2 separate regions of the Danio rerio genome follow, and region 2 is linked to region 1. The links are chromatin contacts, called in public HiCAR-type maps. All regions are on one chromosome and are shown on one strand. Each heading gives the region's core, a stretch centred on a gene start, on an enhancer-like site or on the middle of the called end of the contact. The rest is flanking DNA. Distances are from core to core; before and after follow the strand shown.

Region 1 (5,693 bases), core at 1,587-4,086:
GTAAAGGAAAGTGAAAAGAGAAAAACAAAACCTGAAACAAGAAAAATAAAATAAAAGAAATAGGAAGGAAGATAAACAAGCTAAAAAAAAGGAAAGAAAAGGGAAAAATATATAAAACTAGAAAAGGAACAAAGGAAATGTAAAAAACCAAAGAGAAAGAAAATCAAAAGAATAGAAAAGAGAAAAAGTAAAAACAAAACCTGAAACCAGCAGAAAATAAATTTGAGGAAAAGGACAAAAAGTGAGAAACAAAGAAAAAAGAACGGAAAAAGGAAAGGTAATATAAAAGTAAGCCAAATAATAAAAGGGAAACCAGCAGAAAAAAAAAGAAAAATATATTTATCCATTTTACAATTTGGTTTTCTTTTATATTACCTTTCCTTTTCCTGTTCTTTCCTCTTTTCTTTTTTTATATTTTAGATTTTTAAAGTTACATATGCTTCCATTTTTTCTTTGTTTATACCGCTTTCTGTCATTTTCCTTCAATTTTTTTTCTGCTGGTTTCAGATTTCAAAACAGAAAAGAAAAGAAAATAAACAAGGAAAAAAGGAAGCATCAAAACTTCAAATATCCTAAACATATATAAAAAAGGAAAGCACGGGAAATGGAAAGGTAATATAAAAGAAAGCCAAAGTATAAAAGGGAAGGCCAAGTGAAAATCAAAAAGAACAGAAAAAAGTGAAAATAAAATCCAATAAAACAAGAACAGGTCAGGTAAATGTCTGGATAGTCAGATAGCTACTACATTAATGCAGGTAGATTAACTAGCTTTATGTTTCGATAAAGAAATTGAGTTGTCTTTGGCACAACACATTTGTAAGACAAACCTGACCATAGAAAACAGAGTTTACACTACAGCACCTTTTAACCTTTTGTTTAGAGTCATTTGAAGCAACACTGAACAATGCAGTGCAGTTGGAATACAACATATGGCATTGTGACCTATTTTGAAATGCATATCAAAGTTTTTGTTCACATCTTTTCGCAAAGCATAAAACACGCTTCATTTCAGACCTGGCCATGGTTAACAGACACTCATCCTGAGTTCACTTCCTCAGAGTTTCAAAGTCAGAAGATTCCCCTGCTAAATCTACATATTTTATAGCGCACTCACTGCAGTGAGCTTAACTGGAGCAGAAGTGTTTATCCAAGAGTCACAGATTTTTACAGGCTGATTGCATTTTTTTTCTGCAGTTGCGTGAGCATAATGCCTTTCTCTTGTGTGAATCCATTAGCACCCTGTTTCCTTTTTTGTCACCCAAACGGATGTTTGTTACTGTCACAAACAAGAAAATGTCATATTTCTCACTGTCAGGTCAGTTCATGTCAACAAATCGCTTGCAGTTGCATTGAAATTCTTAATAGACATTCTTCCACAAAAGTATGGCATGAAGCTTTGGCGAGTAATATAGCGGTCCCAATTGAATGGTGACAGAAAATCAAGGAAAGCAGAGAGCTGCTTGTTAGTCATGCTCGGCACAGCTCAGGCAGCTTGTTAAGGTAAGTGTGAAATGAATTCTTTCCAACAGGAGGAGGTTGCCATGCATTATTAATTAGAAAATTAGATAATTGACCCATACGTGGGAGGGCTTGTCACTTATGAATTTATGTCTTTATGCAAAATTTTCAACCCCTGTGTATTGTGAAAAATACCGGGGTCAGAGCATTTGTGTTTTTTTTTTACCAAAAAAGCATTACAGTGGCGATCAAATTAATTCATAGTTTTATATGTTTTCTGTCAACACTTTCAGTGCTTACAACTGTGCGTAGTACCCAAAATCAAAATATATTTATATAAAAATTAGTTTTTTAGACATTTAAACAGTAAAAAATAAATGAACAACAATGGTGCAACATATAATATCAGCATAATAAACAATATTCTTACAGCAAATACTGTTAATTAATAATGCTACAAATATATTTGAAAACCAACTGCTTAAGAAACCAAGCCATATTTTTATTATAGTACTAGTGTGTAGCTAACCTGTTTTTTGGCATAACCACATTATATATAATTAGTTTCACTGCAGCTACAGTTTAATTAACATTTTTAATTTTTAGTTTTATTCGTAGTAAACCAATGGTTAATTTTCATAAGGCACTAAATAAAACGTTTTCCAAAATATTTGGTTCTATAAATACAAACTCATGCTTTATTATAGTTTAATCGTTTAGTTAAGCGTTTAGTTAAGTGTTAAAATGACAACTACAACAAAGTTCAATGTTATTTACGGTTGAACAATAAATAAATAAAATAAATAAAAAACAGTCAATATTTGCTTAATTGTGTTAACATTTGCTGAGGAATATCCACAGTGACTAGCGCTAGTCCTTCAAACTACATAATACTTTCTCATTTGTTTCAGCTTTTTCTACTTTTTTTTTGTATTTTCTAGCCTTCATGGAATTTAATAACATGCATAATAGGCAGGAATGCAGGCAACAAACAGGACAAACCAGTTTAACTTACCAGCTACCAAGACGAAAAGCGCGTGTCTCCACGACACTGATGCCATGACGCGTCAATGTCAAACACAAGTTTTTTTTGTTGGTCGGTTAATCGTCGCTATTCCTTCACAGCTAGACACATCTGAGCGTCTGTCAGCTAATTGTTCATACAGTTTCATTCAGCGCTGGTTCTGCACTGAAGACGTTGAAGGAAGGAAGAAATCCTCTATTCCACTCAGCCAGCATGCCCTGTGTTTCATAAAGTACTGCTTTAGCGTCAAAATAAGCCCAAACGAGCACCTGTCTGAAGCGGGTCTCGGGTCAGCTGGAGCGCGCGCTCAGTAGTTCTCGTGGTTGGTCGGGCGCGCGGTGGCGGCGCGTCTACTGAAAGATGCGAGCTGCGCTTGTGGGAACATTATACGAGAAGCGCCTCCCTCACTGCTCATCAACTTATGCTAGCTAATAATAAACATCAAACTAATTGATTGCAGAAGTGAGGAAACCACTACGATTCACTCTGCGGTTAATGAAAAGGAAACATTTGCAGCCCCAATATCATGCAAGGTTTTAGTGTTCATTTTGTTTCTTCCAATTTTACTCCCGTCTTCTTCATTTGCAATTTATAAATAGTGAATACACCCAATGCTATTAATAAATAAATAACACAAAAGAAATTCGACTCGAAACTTTCTGTGTAGCTTACTGGTGCAAATTTTTATGTCCAAATGTAAATTCGTAATTTAGGAAACCAGCCCCAGTAAACGTGAGATGATACGCCATCTGTGGTCATAATCTGAATTACAGGTGCATTTGCCAAAATGATTAGTTGGTCTGATCATTAAAGCATCAGCAGCAGTGCTGCTAGAATTAAGTAGCAGAAAAACGAATGGAATTTTCTTAGTGGGGCTTTAGCATTGCACAATAAATTTATAAAAAATTACAAATTTAAGATTTGTGACAAAACGTTTCTAAGTTAACCCTGTGGTTCTAATACATATTTGGTAGGTTTATTATGAGTTGTTGATATTTTACACAGAAGTCAAAAATTAGGTTACGTAGGATTGGGTTATATGCTTATATGTAATCTTAAGCGTATAATCAGACCTAGAAAAATACATATTTTAGTTCGATTGTGCATCAAAAAAAGTTCATAATCAGTTGCCTTTTTAACTACATGATAAAATTATTGAAATAGTTCAACCTAATACTCAATTCAAGCACGACAAGAAAATACAGTACCCAATAATAATTCCATTCAAATCTATTAAATAAATGAGTTAGGCCAAAAGTAATCTAAAAGCAGTTGGAATACTTTAATGTGTGTAATTGTTCCAATATTCATAATGAATTGTAATTAAACCATTTATCCATCAATGGGTGAAAACTATTCATCTAAAGCAGGTCGCACACCAGAAGCGCCACTCGGCGCCGCGACACGGCGCGTACATGACAGATTAAAGTATCGCACACCAGACGCGCACATTCGAATGATATTTAACATGAAACTAATCAGATGGCGCTCTGTGGCGCGGCTGAAAAATGAACTGCGTCCTAAAGCAGGTCGCACACCAGAAGCGCCACGCAGCGCCATGTATTTTAGAATTCTAAACATAGGTTTCTATCAGGATACACACACCGGCGCCGCAAGTCGGCGGCTGTCGGCGGCGCCCGGCGACGGCTCAGGACGCAGTTCATTTTTCAGCCGCGCCACAGAGCGCCATCTGATTAGTTTCATGTTAAATATCATTCGAATGTGCGCGTCTGGTGTGTGATACTTTAAACTGTCATGTACGCGCCGTGTCGCGGCGCCGAGCGGCGCTTATGGTGTGCGACCTGCTTAAGGGTCTTAATCAAGTTTTTAATTCAGTGACTAGCAATAACAACAACAAAATATGTCCTTTAGAAATGTTATACAAATCCTTTAATCCAAAAATGTTCAAAATAGGGCCATGGTAACCTTTAATTTGGCCCACCATCCCATCTGACAAGAGAATGAGAATGATGAGCATGGTTTATAGACTGTCATTTCTACTTAATCTAACTTTTTGTTTGTTTGTTTTGTTGCTAAGCCCCCCAAAAAACAAATGGAAATTACATGTTTCAGTTGAATGAATTAGATTTTTTTTAAATGCACATACTGTCACCCGATGGATTGGGCACAATGCAGAGAAATCAGTGAGCAAATGGGAACAAAAGCTGATATTGCTTGACTAGTGTACTCAGCATTGAACTCCACTGTGCTATAAAAAATGTGACTGTATTTTCCATTTTAATCAAATTATACTGCTTTAGCTACTAGGATTTTAAGAAAAAAATTATATTTTTTAAAAATTATGAAATAAATTAGCAATAGTAACTTTATAGCCCAATTATATTTGGTTTTGGCCCCCCTGCTTTAAATAGTAATTTACTAGATTTTTTTTTTGATACTGTAGTTTTTTTACAAATACTACTGTTGTCAAATAAATTTCCTACTTTATGGTGGGAAATATTACCCTGTGTGTTTGCCACTATGTGAGCTTCCAATTTTGTATACAAGCCTGAGGACCCGAGCGTGATCCTATCCGACTGGTGAAGCTCTCTGGCTCCACCTGCTGCCACACTGGACATTTCATCCTCCCTGTGAGGGGAAACGAACAACCACAATTACCCAATGATAAATACATTCACTCATAAAGACTTGAATAATTTTTAGTTTTACCTGAGTAAGTGGCACCTCTGGGTTAAAGGAAATGACAGCATCACGTTTATGTTCAGGGAGCATTAATAGTTGGCTTCTACAATCCTTGACACTCAATTTTCATGATTATTTTGTGCACAATTTGCTGTTGCTTGTTGTATAAATGTGCATCAATTTTTTTTTCTGCCTGACCACACTTATTACACTAATACGGTTTAAAAATGATTGGTATAAAAGTTCAATATAACTCAATACACAGTAAAACCCAAAAAGTTAAGGTAACAAACCATTTGAGAAAACTGATAGCAACAAACCATTTAAGTTTAAAAACTAATCTTAATGAGTACTTTGAACTTAGTCCATTTGAGTAAACAAAGCAATTTGAGCACAGTAAAACCCAATAAATGAAGAGAACTTAAACCAACTGAGTACTGTAAAACCCAAATTATGCCAACTCAAACTGTTTAAGGAAACTGATTGAAACAAACCATTTAAGTTTTAAAAAACTAATCTATATAGAAGTACCTTGCATAAACTTACTCTATTTAAGTAGACGTAATGA
Region 2 (5,741 bases), core at 1,501-4,000, 72 kb after region 1:
TAAGAACTATAAACTTATAACTACTTAAGAACTATAAACTATAAACCCACTGGCAGGAAAAAAAACGGCAAAAAGAAAAGAAAGAATTAAAAACATTGTGTCCTCCCTTCACATGCAAAGATGGTGTTTGTATTAAAGCCATGGCAGCAAAACACAGGCTGTTTAATGGTACAAATTAGGGCTGCACAATATAATTTCAGCATCGATATCGCAATGTGCACATCCACAAGTCACATCGCAGGATCTGCAACGTAAAATCAGGATCACAGTTGAGTAGGAGTTAAAAAAAAAAAACACACACACACGATTGTCGGGTAATTGCAAAGTTTACCCATAAACCCAAAAAGTAAAGTATTGATGGCTGGATACTTTACTTGAAAGCTCAGATGCGATTTTCATAGTTAGCTTTGTTTACAGAGTTTAAAATTTACTGTATCATTATTGTTGACATCTTAAAGTTTGCTTTGTTCAGCGTTCACACTTTACCATTGCACACACATTGTAACATTACAATTATCAAGTTTGAGACTCTCTTTAAACACTTATGTGTTAAAGTTGTGTAATGTAGATAAACTAGTAATGTTGTAAATTAAAGTAGTAATGTTGGTCAATTAAAATAAGGTGGTTATATTAAAAGAAAGTTAATTTAAAAAATCATAATATTCCTAAATGTACTGTAAAAATGCAATAATGATTGATACCAAATGATATGAAACATGATATCGTGATATTTTGTTTGCAGTATTTTCCGGCCCTAGGTGCAGCCCTAGTACAACTTAGACTGAGGTTGTAAAATGGTAAAGAAATAAATAATAATGTACATGTGTTATAGCAAAAACAGGTTTCATTTGAATGTCTGACTCATATGTTTTGATCATGACAGCTTCTTATGATTTCCCAATCTGATCAGTTTAAGTCAAGGTAGTTAAAATTGACAAAGCCTTTTCAAACTGAGCAAGTTACATATGCCAATTAATTACACCTCTAGTCACCACCACTCACTCACTCACTGCATGCTCAGGTTTTCTCCCAGGATTATGTAATAAGAACACAATGGAGAGCATTCTCTCTGCCCTAATAGAGTATCCATGTGACTCGGTAGGCAAGGACAAGTTTCTGTCCGAGCACAGGCTGAAAGCTGATGTCTGGGATTCAGCCTTGAACTTCAGTTGAGATCATCTTTGTGAAACGCATTTAGATTTTTTTCACAATTCAACCACAACAACAACTGACAAGACGCTGAACAAGCAGATTTGGTTATGAAGAAAGTTTATTCAACTCACCGGCAGGTCAACACTGACATCTGTGCCGTCTAACAAAGACACTCGACAGGTGATGATGGACTTGGCATCTCCAGCAGCTGGGATGTGTGTTGTGGCTCGCTGGGCTTCCCTGAGTCGAGCTTTCTCAGCATGTTTGCGGATGGACCGCCTGCCCAGAGTCCGGCGTAGGAAGCTCAACATGTTTAGGAAGATCTGTTAGTCCAGTCTGAAACAAAGATCATATCCATATCCATTTAAATGGATAGTATAACTTAAAGCGAAAGTGATGTTGTCATTTTCTCACCCCTAAACTGTTTAAATTTCTTTTTATGTTAAACAAAAAAGATTTTATTTTGAAGAATGTTTGAAACTGGTTGTCATTGACTTTCATAGCTTTTTCCCTCCACACTACTGTCAATGGCCCAAGTTTAAAAAAAATTCTTCAGAATGAAGGCCTTTGTGTTCAACAGAAAAAAATAAACTCCTAATAGTCTTGAAGAACATTTTCACCTTGAGGTAAACTACTCCTTTAACTAGTTTATTTGTGCTGTCTTGCCATATAGTCATGTCATAATAAAAGCACAGACTGGCACCTTTTTTGAACATTTACCTAAGTTTTTGTTAAACAATTCTAGCTACTATTATGTAAATGACATCTGAAATAAGACAAGAAAAACAAGAAAAAACATCAGTCAAAGTCAAAACATGAATGTCCTCCTAACAACATTTTGGTCCAAATTCTATAAAACAATTTTATGCGGGAAAAATTGTCTAAATCTATAACTATTAATATAGTTTAACAAACTGCAACGTTAATATTTAAGAAAGTTACCTTTATGTTTTCTTTCTGCTTAAATAAGTTAACTTACTATGACGTGTTACTGTACTACGCCTCAGGTAAACATGTAACGTTAGCGTTTCGTTGTGTTTTGTTGCAAATTATTGTTAACAAGTTATATTAATTGAAAATACATCAAATCAATAAACAAAAAACGGCAAATAATCTGAAAACATCGTACAAAAGTCATAACGCTGTTGTCAGGCGTGAACGCGCAAAATCTAAACGGTTTCATTCTTCTCACGATCACGCGCTTACTGACTGAACTCCACTGACACCTGTTAGCTCAAGAATAAACTACGTATAACTTATATTCAATGGCGGAGCAATACATCGGGTAGTTATTTAATGATACGAGGAGCCAGAAATCATAATACAACCACGACCAGAGATAAATCAAATTTTGTCCCGAGATAAAGCGCGTCCACCTCAGTGATGACCGACTCGAGCCGTCCTCGCGCGCACTGTGCGAATCCACTTGTTGATCTTCAGCCCAGAGACAAAAGCGACACTCACTGCAGATTGACGAATATCCCGCCGGTCAAACGCTCCTCAAGCAGCGGCTTTTGTCAGTAAAACACTTTGTGTTTAGAAATCTCCATCTTCTACGCCGCAGCGTGCTTCAGTCGCCGTATTTTTGTTTGAGACGAGTGTAACAGATATTCTCCCTGTCCGAAAGATAGTGGGGTGGCTGTTTTCCCTCAGGAAATGACGTCACGTAAATCCCCAAAAGTGGATTTACATTTAAAGGGCCGGTGCGAGGTGAGAATGGACTGGATGCTTTCAATGCTTACATTAAGTACGTTCTTACAACGAAATGTAAGAAAATAAATAAATAGTGTGTGTTTTTTTTAAACTGTAATCACCCAAGGCGTGTATGTCTGAAAGGCCAAATAAAAAAAGTTACCAAATAAATATCATGAAGAATCCAGTTTGACATCTCAATCCAGTTTCATAGACAGTAAATACAAAATGAGTGACAGAAATCAAAATAAACTTCTGAACGCAATCTTAATGAAATGGTAATGGAGCAATTCCATGCAAATGTCAACCTTGCCATGAAATGAATTAAGTTTTCTAAAATATTGAAACCCTTTCAGTTTTTTATGAAAGCAAGTATTTCACAGTACTTTAGAAATACTCAAAAATGTTTCTGTCAGTGTTTTCGAGCTATTATATTTGATTTATCAAAGTCACACAAGTGCCAATTTCACATGATCCGACACATCCATAACGGAGAGAAGTCATCCATGACACTTTTTTTCCTCATATATGTAAAATATTAAATAAAATCAATCATGTTTTTTCTACAGAGAACCAACTCTTATCCTTTTGATTGTCAGTATCACTTTTGGCTTGTGCAGTTCAATTCACAGAAATTTTATGTTGTATACTGCAAACTTTTTTTGGTCACATCCACAACGCATGTTTATTTTCCTTATTTAAAGAACATGTTTACAGATTGATATTTTTCTGATCTTATAACTCTGTGGTCAGTTGTTCTGGAAAATATAAACAAATTGTTCAATATAATGTTAACATATACTTTTTATGTGAACTGACGTTTTGAGTTTTTACTGCAAATGTCACATTCATAATGCTGGAGTTGCTCAATGGATGACCAAATTAACACACTATGGTATTTATTTGCATTACCAATTCTACCTTCTTTGATGTTGTTAGTGATATAAGAAATTAATCATTCAGAATCATGTCAATTTTATAACTAAGTATTATAACATTTAAATATTGAATGTAGGTATTGATTAGTCTCAAAAGCTTAAACCAGTTTGAAAATGTTTACTTAAAATCAACAAACCCTAAAACTAAAATATAATTTGCAGGCATTTCAAAATGAAAAAAACTTTTAACAGCAAATGGTTGTTGTATGTATATTTAAAACATGTCAAATAATAAAAAAGCAAGTGTAAATCTAAACTCAAGACTCAACTAAACAAATAAACAAACTTTCTAGTTACAACATAGCTCAGTCAGGTAAAGGTGTGCAGCATATATTTTTTTCCAACAGCACCACCAACTGGTAACTGAAGACGTCAAACTGCTGTATCCTCACAAAAGATCGTGTCAAGATCTTGAAGGAAGTAATTAAATCACTCAATGTAACCATGCACACAAATCTCAACACATCCTTACACAAACCAACCCATATCACACAACTTATTTTTATTTAAAAGAGTTTCTTTTTAATATACAACCTTGTATGTACACTATAATATTTTCATAAAAATGGACAAGTGGCACAAACTTGACCTTCCTGTTATTTTCAGCAAATAAAACGTTAACACCAGTCTACAGTTGTACATCTTTTGTTGAAAAAGTGCTGTCTTTCCCACAAGGTAGAGGGCCTGTATTTTCTCCCAAATTGCATGTTGTAATCCTGTATTGAATGTCTTTTGGTGTAACCTGTAACATGTTGAGCATAGAAACACATTATTTGGTCCTAAAACCAAGGTTCTCCAGCAAGTGTGATCACAACAAAAATGACAAATGACTGACTGTAAAAATAGATAGTACCTTAGAAAAACTACATGTATGGACAAATTCAGCTCTGCATGTAACTAGAGATAACCTGTTAAACCGGACAATGCATCACACATTTCATTCGAGAGCGTTATGATTAAAATGTCTTAAAACAGCAACATCTTATCACGAGAAACCAATGTTATTTTGTCAAAATAGATGCAAATGCTGGATTCAATGGATTCTAAACATGTGATCGAAAAACTAGGGCTCAATTAAATAAATGAAATATAATCAGATGAATGAACCAGATGTGTTAAACCAGGCCATTATTTAAAAAAAAAACACACACATACAGACGGCAGAAACATACAGTAATAACACATACTGGACACACTCTCCACGTGCTAATGTTAGGGGGATATTCTGCAATGCGCAGTCTGCTGTAAGAAACAAACAGGTCAACCATGAACTCCAACACACTAATGCTTTTGCCACACTGAGGTGTGTAACATTCATTTAAAACAACACAAGAAGCAGTTCTAATTTGCAACATATAAACATTACATCACCTACAGAGGACATTAACACCCTTTAACTCATTTTAAAGGCTCGCAGAGTTCATTTTTAGGGGAACGTCTGCATTTGGACTGATCTAATATCTGTTTTTGAAACAATTATATTCCATATTTAAATTTAATGTCGAGTTTGTGGCTTTGAATTTATATTTTACACACAGTTTCTTACATTTTATAAGCAAATGGGAGGAATATTTCCAGTAATTAAAATTCAATGTCAGTCTTTTTCTCACTCAAAGCTATTGTTTGGCTTTAAAAAAGTGTAGTAAGGTATGTTGCTATTAAGTTGCAGGCTTTCACTGAATGCAAATGAGCAGAATTAACATTTTTCAAAACATCTCCTTTTATGTTCAATCGACAAAAGAACATCATATGGGTTTGGACAGACATACAGATGAGTAAATAAATCACAATACTTTCATTTTTAGATGAATCCTTTAAGAGACTGAACTGATATTTTGCATTGAATCTGTTATGCAAAGCGCTTCAGTCTCTGTTGATAGCACTGAAGTTTGACAGCAATATAAATAAAACAGTTGAAAGAAAACAAACCAAACAAAATCATCATGAAACACCAGTTTG

The links. HiCAR-type assays count read pairs that join an accessible place to other places.
Region 2: a HiCAR-type map of caudal fin shows a contact between it and region 1, with 3 times the contacts expected there. The contact joins the promoter of epb41l5 here to the promoter of ramp1 in region 1. A contact is called at or near these places in 2 of 4 datasets of contacts at active chromatin or transcription factors (caudal fin and embryo).

What each region holds. Positions count from the first base shown.
Region 1 is chr9:30,536,413-30,542,105 of GRCz12tu, forward strand. ramp1 (receptor activity modifying protein 1) reads right to left here and starts at 2,837. Exons shown (of 3, transcript NM_001002693.2): 1 at 2,474-2,837. The coding sequence starts at 2,519. LOC141376144 (a long non-coding RNA gene) reads left to right here and starts at 4,294. Exons shown (of 2, transcript XR_012385452.1): 1 at 4,294-5,296; 2 at 5,410-5,693.
Region 2 is chr9:30,608,252-30,613,992 of GRCz12tu, forward strand. It overlaps epb41l5 (erythrocyte membrane protein band 4.1 like 5), which reads right to left and starts at 2,751. Exons shown (of 26, transcript NM_200089.2): 1 at 2,617-2,751; 2 at 1,284-1,488. The coding sequence starts at 1,463. It also overlaps a transcript of ptpn4a not described here.